Regions from separate parts of the Sus scrofa genome. Here region 2 is linked to region 1. The links are chromatin contacts, called in public Hi-C maps. All regions are on one chromosome and are shown on one strand. Each heading gives the region's core, a stretch centred on a gene start, on an enhancer-like site or on the middle of the called end of the contact. The rest is flanking DNA. Distances are from core to core; before and after follow the strand shown.

Region 1 (5,378 bases), core at 2,665-5,164:
GATACTAGTTGAGCCACAATGAGAAATCCCAGATTCTCCTTTTTAATGGGAGAAATGTCAAAGATTTGAGGTCATTTTTGACATCTTCCAAGAAGAAAATTTTACATGTAAGCACTGTCCACATGCTATTAGTGACATCACCATCAATTGCACTCAAGTTTTCAAGGGATCTGTGTTCCAAAATGTGTTTAAGGATTGTGCTGGACATACTTGATGGCTGCTAAGGGCCTTGTGTTAGATTGATGCATATGTGGATATGGGCAGCCATGAGAAGGCTGGGAGTGTATTAGTCAATTAGCCAACAGTCAAGATTAGTCCAGAGTCTGGGGACTTCCCTGGTGGTGCAGTGGGTTAAGGATCTGGTGTTTGGCTGCTGTGACTCCAGTTACTGCCGTGTCGTGGGTTTGTTTCCTGGCCTGGGAACTTCTGCATGCCAAAAGTGCAGCCAAAAAAAAAAAAAAAAAAAAAAAAAAGCAATCCAGAGTCTAGGATTGGCTGGTTCAGAGAAAGCCCAGTGAGGGGGATGAGGCAGTGTGGATCAGGGATCTTCTGTTGTCCTTTCCAGAATATTTATGGACGGGTTGAAGAAGAGATTTTGGCATGTCTGCTTGGAAACAATTCTCTGACAATTATGATGCCACCTTCCCCAAAGACCCCTGGTTTACAAGGTGTTTTATTTTGCATCTGTCACCTCAGTTGATTCTTGTAAAAGGCAAGACAGGTGTTAGCACCCCGGTTTCACAGAGAATGAATCTGAAGCACAGAGAGGTTAAGTGACTAAATGGACAGACTCACATTTGAGCCAGGAATTTCTGGCTCCTTTTTTTTTTTTTTTGTCTTTTTGTTTTTCTTAGGGCTATACTCATGGTGTGGAGGTTCCCAGGCTAGGGGTCCAGTCAGAGCTGTAGCCGCCAGCCTATACCACAGCCACAGCAACGAGGGATCTGAGCCACGTCTGTGACCTACACCACAGCTCAGGCAACACTGGATCCTTAACCCACTGAGCGAGGCCAGGGATGGAACCCGAGTCCTATGGATGCTAGTCAGGTTCGCTAACTACTGAGACATGATGGGAACTCCCCAGCTCCTCTTGAAATCCTTCAGCAGGTTCTTTTGTGAAGATCTCATGGCCACTCTCTTCACTATGGCATTCTTGAGGCTGTCAGTAGGGTGACCTGACATGTTTGGTTGGACTGTGTTGGTAGTTTTGTGGTCCAGAGGGCCTGGGACAGGGAGACTGGAGCTTGGATTGAGCCACTTTTGTGTACACAGGAACACTGTCCTATCCAATCAGCTTGCAAGTTTAGGCTGAATTTGGATCATGACAGTGACACCTCCTTGGGCCGGAATGTTAGGGCCATTAAGGACATACAGCACAGCTCCAAATGCCACAGCTAGGCTCCTCTCCTCCAAAGGTAGGGGGGTGGTGAAAATAACCAACAAAACAAAACTTTATTTCACATTTCAAAGTGCTGTTGGGGGAAGAAGCCTGATCTGCTTCTTGGAAGTGAATCTGGGCAGGAGCCAACTCTTAAAGACCAGGATGTGTCTTTTTGTTAGAAAGGGCAAGAGGATATTTGAGTGACAGACTTCAGCGTCTTCAGCCAGCAGAAATGGTCACTGCTAACTGAGTACCCATCCCCCAAGCCTGCAACACTTTGCTGACAACCGATACTATGATCTCTTCATGTGGCAGGAGACAGTTGAAGGTGAGAACCACAACTTGTAAGAGTTAGAGACCTCCTGGTTAACTCCCATGATCTACAACATGAAGGCCAAGCTCTGAGAGGAGAGACTTGTCTCAAGTCACTCAGTGCATAAGTAGCAGCAATTGCATTAGAACCCAAATTTCCTCCTGCCCAGTTTGGGCGGGTGCCATCATGCCACCTTGCATCTCCCTGGAACATGGAACCCAGGATGGAAATCAGACTTAGGCATTTTCTCATTTGTAATGTGACACATTTTCAGTTTTGAACCTCCTTTCAATCCCATTCCTCTTCCTCTGAGGGGAGAATGATCTGTTAGTTAAAATAGGATACCTTACAATTGGCTTGGGGTCCTTGGAGAAACACCCAAACCATTTTTCCCACCATTTAGCTAAAATGACTTCTTTTGCAAGGTCCCGATATCCCCAGTTAGAATGCAAAGTGATAAGCTATTGTTTGTCCATATATATTTCCAATGACGTTTTCTTGATGAGTCTGAATCACCAAGCCAGTTTTCTAATAGGGAAAGAGAACAGCTAAGTCTGATGGCTGGAAGTGGATTGTGAAATTTGTGAGCAATGAACACTGCCTGAAAAAGACTCGCTTATCTGGGGGTTTTATGGGCCATCAGGGATAAATGCACCATAAGCCTAAAGTGAAGGGAAAGAGGCAGGGACTCACCAAAGAATGGGCATGGCAGGGAATAGCCTAGTTCAAAATTGTGCTGGGATTCTTGGCTAAATTCATGGGATTTCTCACCAGGCATTATGGCCACTAGGCCTTTAGGTTGACTGTGAGAGAATCGGTTTTTCTTCTGGTCTAATAATATGTCTGCCATGTCTGTGACTTAAGAACCTGGTCTCAAGCAGAGCTACTCTCTGGAAGGACCCTCAGAGGACACCTAGTCAAGTTCCTTCACTGGACAGGTGAGATCCTCAGAGGCTCTGTGACCTGATCCAGCCAGACCATGGGACAATGAGCCTGAGATCCCATTAACTTGACTTTTATTTCCCTCTTTCATAACCCCCCCCCCCACACACACACCAAAGGTGCCACAAACTGCAGTCTGTGGTTTGTGATTGGGACTTGGGGCTCTGGCTTTGGCTTCTAGCAGTCCTGAATTGACAAGGTTGGGGCAAGGTAGCAATGTCTCATATCTTTCCTGGGTCAATGATCAGCTGTGTTCTAAGGTATCTTCACTTGAATGAATACTTTCAGGGTAGGTTCATCACTTGGTAAACGAAGGGAGTGAGTGAGAAAAGGGAAGGAGGAAGGGAAAAGTGGTTTAACTTGGCAAATTTTTGATAAGAGTAAGGATAATTTTTACAGTTCCCTTTCCTAAAGGGAATTTGTGTTTGTTTGTTTGTTTGTTTTTTTTGCTTTTTGGGGCCACACTCCCTGCATATGGAAGTTCCCAGGCTAGTGGTCAAATTGGAGCTATAGCTGCTGGCCTATAGTACAGCCACAGCAATGTGGGATCCAGGTTGTGTCTGCAACCTACACCACAGCTCATGGCAATGCCAGATCTCTGATCCACTGTGGGAAGCTAGGGATCGAACCTGCATCCTCATGGATACTAGTCAGAGTCATTTCTGCTGCGCCACAACAGAAACTCCCCTAGAGTTCTTGATGAGTGGTTTCTCCAGCTCAGAGGAGAGCCCAACCTGTCCACTCATCCTCATGCCCGATCATCTGACACCTTTGATAGAGACCCACAATAGTAGTTCCCATTTACTTAGCACAGAAACTCAAAAACATATTATAAATGTCATGTGCTGTGACAGGCGCTATTATCCTATGAGAACTATCGCAACAAATCATTCAATAATTAATTTACAAATACCAGAAAACCAGAGGGGACTGGATGAAAGCTAGCGTGACTGTGCAGGGGACCAATCACATCAGACCAATTTAATTTCCTCCAATGTCAGAATGACAGGTCTGGAAGATAAGGCAAAAGCAATAGATGTAAAATATCCTGACTTCAGTAAGCCCTTTAGCTCTGTTCCATATGATATCCTCATAAACATGCTATGAAAATATGGTGTAGCCTCTGCTATTGTTATTTAGTCTTTGATTTATCATGGCTCCCTTTCCCTAAAGAGTTTGAGTGGAGCACTCTGCAGAAAAATGTGCCTCCCTGGAGAGCACTGGGAGGGCCTGGCTCAAGACCCAGGCCTGGAATCAGTCTGGTTCAGTAATATGATTACAGAGATAATTCATGGTGACATATGCACTTTAACATTTACGCAGTGCTTAGAGTTGGATCTCAAGTCCAAGTCTTTTGATTCCAAACTCAGATCACTTCCTGCTCTCCCACAACTGCCTTGAAAGGAACTATTCACTCAGCCCTCCCAGAGGAATTCTGGCTTCTTCTAGGACAGTGATGAGGATGTCTTAGTAGCACTGACCATGGAGACTGGGAAAGCTGTTGTCCTGAGTCTAGCCCCCAGCCCTGTGGCCTCCAGGCCCTCTCCATAGAGATCGTCTCTGCGGGATAAAGGAACATTAGCTGGGCCTGCTGGTGAGCCCAAGCAGGTGTGATGCTGGGCATTTGGCCCAGGTGAGGGCAGAGTGACCAGAGTAGAGGAGGCTCTCCATTCTCAGGGTGAAGACAGAAGATTGCACAAATCTCTGAGATGCTCCTCATTTGACAGCTCATTCACTGCCAGCCCACAAGAGGGCAAAAATCCACCATCCTTCTGATGCCTTCTGGTTCAAGAGACCCTCAACAGCTGAAACTGTCGGAATGCTCAGGGGACATAATTCCGAGGAGAAAAAGCAAACTCATCACTCGCTTTGGGGAATTTAGCAAACAACTAGAACAAGTAGAAGAAAATGAGGCAGAAGAGAGCTTGAGTAGAATGGAAGGAAGAAGGCTCCAGGAAAACCAGAGAAAACGTTGATTTTCTAAGGCAACACAGAGCAATTTTAATTAAGAAATTTAAAAAATTGACAGGTGAACTCTAAGATGGACTTGTCACTACTGGAAATTAAATTAGTGTTCTGGATGATTCCATGGGAGAAATGGTTCACAAAGAAAATAAAAACACAAAAATGTGGAGATCAAGAGCAAAAAAGGTAAGAAATACATCCAAGTAACATAATATGAAAACCTCCCCCACCCCCAACCAACCAGGGGTTCTAGAAGGGTCGAGGGAGAAGTAATAATTAGAGATGCCACAGAAGAAATATTTCCTGACTGAAGAAAGATGAGGTTCTGAGTGTGGAAGGGCTCACAAAAGGTTCCAGAATAGTTGCAAACAGACGTACCCTAAAACATGGTCAGGTGGTGTCATTGAGCACTGAAGAAAAAGAAAAAATTTAACAGACTGTTGATGGAAAAAGTGGGTCATTTCCAAAGGAAAAACTTTTAGACTCGTTCACAGAACCAGATGCCAGGAGAATGTGGAACAATATTTACCAACACCAAAAGAAAAGAATTCTTATCTAAGAATTCTCTTACCAGTGAAAGTGATGATTACCTCTCAGTGTATTTTTGGACACACACGGTACCAGTGAGCAGTCCACCCACATTCTACATGCAAGGTGAAAAATGGAAGGGAACTTAGATTATTGTAGCCACTTCTGCCTCCCCGCCCCATCCATTGTATTTATTGTTCCTTTGTGTGTGTTCCTGGTGTGATAAAGTCAGGGAGTGGAGAGAAAGTC
Region 2 (5,240 bases), core at 1,749-4,248, 66 kb before region 1:
GACTGAGGGCTCTGTCAAGAAAGTATTTTCCCTAAGTGCTGGAAAAACATAAAGGGACTTCCAGGAGAGTTGCCTTGGAAACTGTTGATGGATACTGCAAAGGGTAGAGGCAAAAAGCCCTTCTTAATTAAAATGCAAGATATTCAGAAGTCAGGCAGGGAGCAGGAAAGCATAAGGTAAAAGCACTGGCAGCAATGGCAGTATTGCTGGAATGGCAGCCCACCGTTTCCAAGCTGCGTGATCTCAGGTATCGTTACCTAAACTCTCCAACCCTTGGTTTTGTCAATCTCATCATAGAGTTAAAAGCACTTGCCTCTTGGTGTCGTGAAGAATAAATTTAATAATTTATGTAAATATTTTGGTACAAAACTTGAAACACGATAAGCATGAAGTAAGTGGTAACCAGTGTTAGTAGCTATTATTGTCATGCCTAAATTACAATGCCTGGTATTGAAATTCTTGGGCAATCTGCCTCCAGCTTGCCTACTTTTCTTGTTTCCTACATTCATCCATTCATTCATTCCTGCTGTATACGTTTATCATGAAGTTGCACCAGGTTCCAGCCAGGTCTTCGTTCATTTCCTCTTAATCTCACTGCATTCTTATTATGGCCTCTGGATGAAATACCCCTTCCCATGCTTTTGTTTCATCTCCTGAGGCTCAGTGTCAGTTCCCTTTCCTCCCTGAAGCACTTTACAGCTATTTCTGTTCACTTTTGGCTCTACTGTTTTGTGAATTACTACTGTAATTACTGTTTGTGTCATAGAGTTTAGTGCTGGATTATACAGAGAAGAAATTTCTGTGATGATGGACATATTATATAATGTCCAAAAAGTAGCCACTAACTATATTTAGCTATTGAGCCTTTCTTTCTCTCTTTCTTTCTTTCCTTCTTTCTTTCTTTCTTTCTTTCTTTCTTTCTTTCTTCCTTTCTTTCTTTCTTTTTCTTTCTTTCTCCCTTTCTCCCTTTTTCCCTTCCTTCCTTCCTTATTTTCTTTAGCCACACTTGTGGCATATGGAAATTCCCAGGCTACAGGTTGAATCAGAGCTGCACCACAGCCATAGCAATGCCAGATCCAACCTGCATCCTCATGGATACTGGTTGGGTTTTTAACCCACTGAGCCACAACAGGAACTCTGATACTGACCATTGTAATTTTAATTTATTATTATTATTTTTTAATAGTTATTTTCCCAATACAATTTTTTTTCTACTGTACAGCATGGTGACCCAGTTACACACACATGTGCACACCCTATTTGCGCACATTATCATGCTCCATCATAGGTGACTAGACATAGTTCCCAGTGCTACACAGCAGGATCTCATTGCTAATCCATTCCAAAGGCAAGAGTTTGTATCTGTTAACCCCAAGCTCCCCAACCACCCCACTCCCTCCCCCTTGGCAACCACAAGTGTATTCTGCAAGTCCATGGCTTTCTTTTCTGTGGAAAGGTTCATTTGTGCCTTATATTAGATTCCAGATATAAGTGATATCATATGGCATTTGTCTTTCTCTTTCTGACTTACTTCACTCAGTGATACTGACCATTTTAAATGCAGCTCCTGTGATTGAAAAAGTTAATTTTTGATTTTATTTCATTTTAATGATTACAGTTTACATTGGAATGTCACCATGGCCCATGGTGTTGTCAGCCATCCACTCTGACAAAAGCTCTTGTAAGAGGTAATACTGCATGTGTTCCTGCTGGCCTCCTGGGGCCAAACCTATCTTCTCTTTCCCTGGTGTCCCCTTTGCCCATAGGAGGAGACTTAGGGGAAAAGGGAAGACATAGGATAGTGGGGCAGTGCTCAGTCAGAGGAGGCTGAAGCCTGGGGTGAATGAGACCCAGGCCTATGCCTCCCATCTGTTTGTGGATAATTTTGTTGAATCGGCTGTATCGTTTAGTAGGGTTTGCAGGAGCCAAGCCCTGGTGACCCACAGGCCTTACAGCCTTACATGTGTGGGGGCCATTGAATCCCCCATGTGTGGCTGATCTGTGGACCTGACCCTTGCAGGGATCCCTGGAGTCAGTGTGATAGCATCCCATTTGACCTGGACCAAGCCTCTGCTCGACCATTCCTTCCAGACTTAAGCCTTCTCAGAGAATCTTCACCCTGTCCCTCAGTTCTGGATCCTGATTTCAGACTCTTCAGAGCTGCCTCAGTCTCCACCCTTTCTATCTGAAGTCTAGTCTTCTGTATTTCCCACTAGTTCATGGACTTTTAGAGATCACTGACTTCTCTTAAAAGCTGATGAAGGCTGTGGACACTCATAGGAAAAGGCAGATGGCCACATTCCTGTGTAATTTTGCATACTGTTTTGTGTAGTCACAGTTCCTTTGAAGTCCAGCATTAAGTTCTCTGTGTTTTTTTTTTTAATTTTTATTTTATATTGGAGTATAGTTGATTGACAATGTTGGGCCGGTTTTAGACGTACAGTAAAGCAATGCAGTTATAAATAAACATATATTCATTCTTTTATCAGATTCTTTTCCCTTATATTATTACAGAATATTGAATAGAGTTCCCTGTGTTATACTGTAGTCCTTGTTGATTATCTATTTTATAGATAGTGGTGTGCATATAAACTAAACTTTCTTTAATCTGACCTGAGAGGTCCTGTATGCTATTCCTTCCTCTCTCAGCACCAGCTCAGCTCTAACTAATCCTGTACTTGTTGGGCAATGTTTTGATGACTGGTTGAGGGCTCTAGTTTCCTACATAACTGGAACAGTCACTCTAAATAGCTATGAGGAGTATTTCAGCTGCTATAAATATCTATCCTCCTTGGCATTATGGCTTATAAATCTTTCCCCCACCTTGCCAAAGAGTTTTTAGAACACAGTGATATCAAGGTGAAATCATAAAATTAATAAAACAGCAGTACTGAGCTCCACACTCTGGGCTGAGGCTGTCCTTGCCACACCCACCCTCATCATCTCCAGTTAATTAGAGGTTTCCAGCCCTGGATCTGTCATGTAATATCGTTCATGTCCTCAGTTGAACTTTGAATTGGCACTTCTCTTACTCAGCTGGGCTTTCTTCTGATCTCACCTGATCCTCTATCCCACAGACCACAAAAGTTTAGAGTTAGAGGACATATTGTTATCTACCAGGGTTCTTGGCTTTCTTAATCAATAGAAATTGACAAAAGGCCAGACAACAAATTCAGGCAAGGCTTTACTGGGGGCTCCTGCTGCAGCAGGAGGGAGCAAAAACAAGTAATAGTTTCCCTTGCTCCCCCGGCAGGGGTTAGGGGGTGGGGGTGGGGGTGGGGTGGGGAGCTGGTTCCTTACATGGGGCGAGGGTAGGGGTCCATAGGGGTTGAGAAGGATGGGTGGCTTGGGTGGTCCGCTAACCCCTTTGGTGGTGCTGTGTGCAAGTGCATGTACAGTACCCTGCTTTTGCTCCCAGCTTCTCAGAAGTGACATTTGGGTTTTTGTTTCTTTTGGTATCTTATTGTTCACAATTTGCTCCAACTGCCCATGCACACAGTTATTGTTAGTCCCTTACAGCTTCTTTGTATTTTGTTGCTGGAGGAGATGTTTGTCCAGGTGCAAGTGCTGCAGCAAAGGGTACCAGGTCCCAAGTCCCAGCCTATCTCAATGTCGAGAATATTTCTTGCTGAGGCCCAGGGAGGGAGGGGTCTAGTCCAAGGTTCCACAGCTGATGGTGACAAAACAGAGCTAGAACCCAGCTGACTTCTATACCAGTTCAATCTCTCAAATTGCATATGCTTTATGGGTGACATATCCTTGAGTTTTGGCTAAAATGACTTAGGAAGTAGGGCCTGTATCATGTGTAGAGACACCTAATTGCATGCCTCAGACATGTTCTCACAAATCTGATAAAAAAGTAAATTTCAATAAATTATATATTCTATCATGTCTTTCAAAGATTAGCAATATATTCCTTCCGTAAAAGCATTCAGCCTTGGGTGTACACATGGATGTAACAGAAAAAGCTATGTGCTTAGAGGGAAAATAATTTTTCTGATGAAATATTAAAATAATGTTCAGAATAAACCAACAAATATTCAAGTGTGAGACAACAATCTTTTTGTCTGGAGGAAGATATAGCCTGTCTATTTCTTTAAATTTAATATTCATTTTTCTCTATCCACAGGTAAATACTCCTTTTGAGAAGCTTTCTTCTTTCTGAAGAGTTTATCTTGCATGATTACTTTTAATTGTTTGTTTAACAGCCCGGATTAGTTTGCTGCAATGTTTGCTTAGTATCTTGCGTAAATTCTTTATCATTAAAAGTCAGTTTTCCTGATGGCATTATTAAGATTTATTATTTCTATAAGTATGACTTTCTCTGTAGTGGCGTTTCTGTAAGTGAATAGACAAAGAAAGGAGCAGTTATTTTGGTTTTTACTAGCCATGGAATAGTCTACTTTACAATTTAATTAAAAAAACTCTAGGAGGTTATATAAAGTTAACATAAAGTTTCAGATTCTTCATTTAGAAAGAAAGTCTGAGGTCAGTTTTCCTTCCTCAGCTGCTGGCCATGCTTATCTTTCCTGGGATCAACATGATCATAGTAAGTACCTTAGCCGGGTCCACCAGCCAGTCCATTTTGTACTAAAGATGATTCCAGGAGGAAGGAAGAGCTTAAACAAATGAGCTGCAGACAATTCTCAAAGTTTATATTAATTAATCATTTCAGCCTGCTCCCCCACTAAACCTTTAACTACAGCAGCTAATAGGAAGCAAATGAATGGGTCTGAATTTCATCTCTTTTTGTTTTCCCTGCTCACTCTCTGGAAAAGGGGCTAATGAGCAGTGAAATGGCCAGGCGTGAGCCACAGGGGAGAGGACGCGCTGCCTGGGGAGCCCACGGGCTGTGTAATCGGTTCTTAAATTATCACAAGGTGGCCCACAGTTTTGGGAAGGCGTCTGTAATAGCCAGCATCCAGTGCTGAGGGGTGTGAGAAGAAAAGATGGTATTCCAATTGGCACGATGTCCACTCTGTCCACTGGATGGAAGCTGTACCCTCAACGAAGCCTCCTTAGAGAAAAAAATAATAAAAGGCAAAAATATTGCTTTGCAAAGTGTAACAAACTTGATAGTGTTAACGGTACAGATGATGACACTGTTTAACCTAATAGCAAGCTGTTGCCTCAACATCTTTCAGAGGGTAATTAAAAGGCTCCTAGATGCACCGAAACCAATTATATTAAAATTTTATTTGTAGGGAGTGCTCAAGACTTAAGACAAAAAAAAAAAATCA

What was found. A called contact is a pair of places that touch in the nucleus more often than the background predicts.
Region 2: a contact with region 1 is called in a Hi-C map of skeletal muscle, with 7 times the contacts expected there. The contact joins two enhancer-like sites. A contact is called at or near these places in 8 of 47 Hi-C or Micro-C datasets (embryonic fibroblasts, epiblast stem cells, fetal skeletal muscle and 2 more) and 1 of 2 datasets of contacts at active chromatin or transcription factors (skeletal muscle).

Annotation. Positions count from the first base shown.
Region 1 is chr13:76,808,532-76,813,909 of Sscrofa11.1, reverse strand. No RefSeq gene overlaps it. Among named protein-coding and RNA genes, the nearest start is that of PPP2R3A, 130 kb to the left of the region's middle. Within about 2 kb of position 3,914, at least 2 of the 83 cell types and tissues checked have an H3K27ac peak or open chromatin away from gene starts, as enhancers often do. A contact at or near this core is called in skeletal muscle, where this site is marked.
Region 2 is chr13:76,873,534-76,878,773 of Sscrofa11.1, reverse strand. No RefSeq gene overlaps it. Among named protein-coding and RNA genes, the nearest start is that of PPP2R3A, 69 kb to the left of the region's middle. Within about 2 kb of position 2,998, at least 4 of the 83 cell types and tissues checked have an H3K27ac peak or open chromatin away from gene starts, as enhancers often do. A contact at or near this core is called in skeletal muscle, where this site is marked.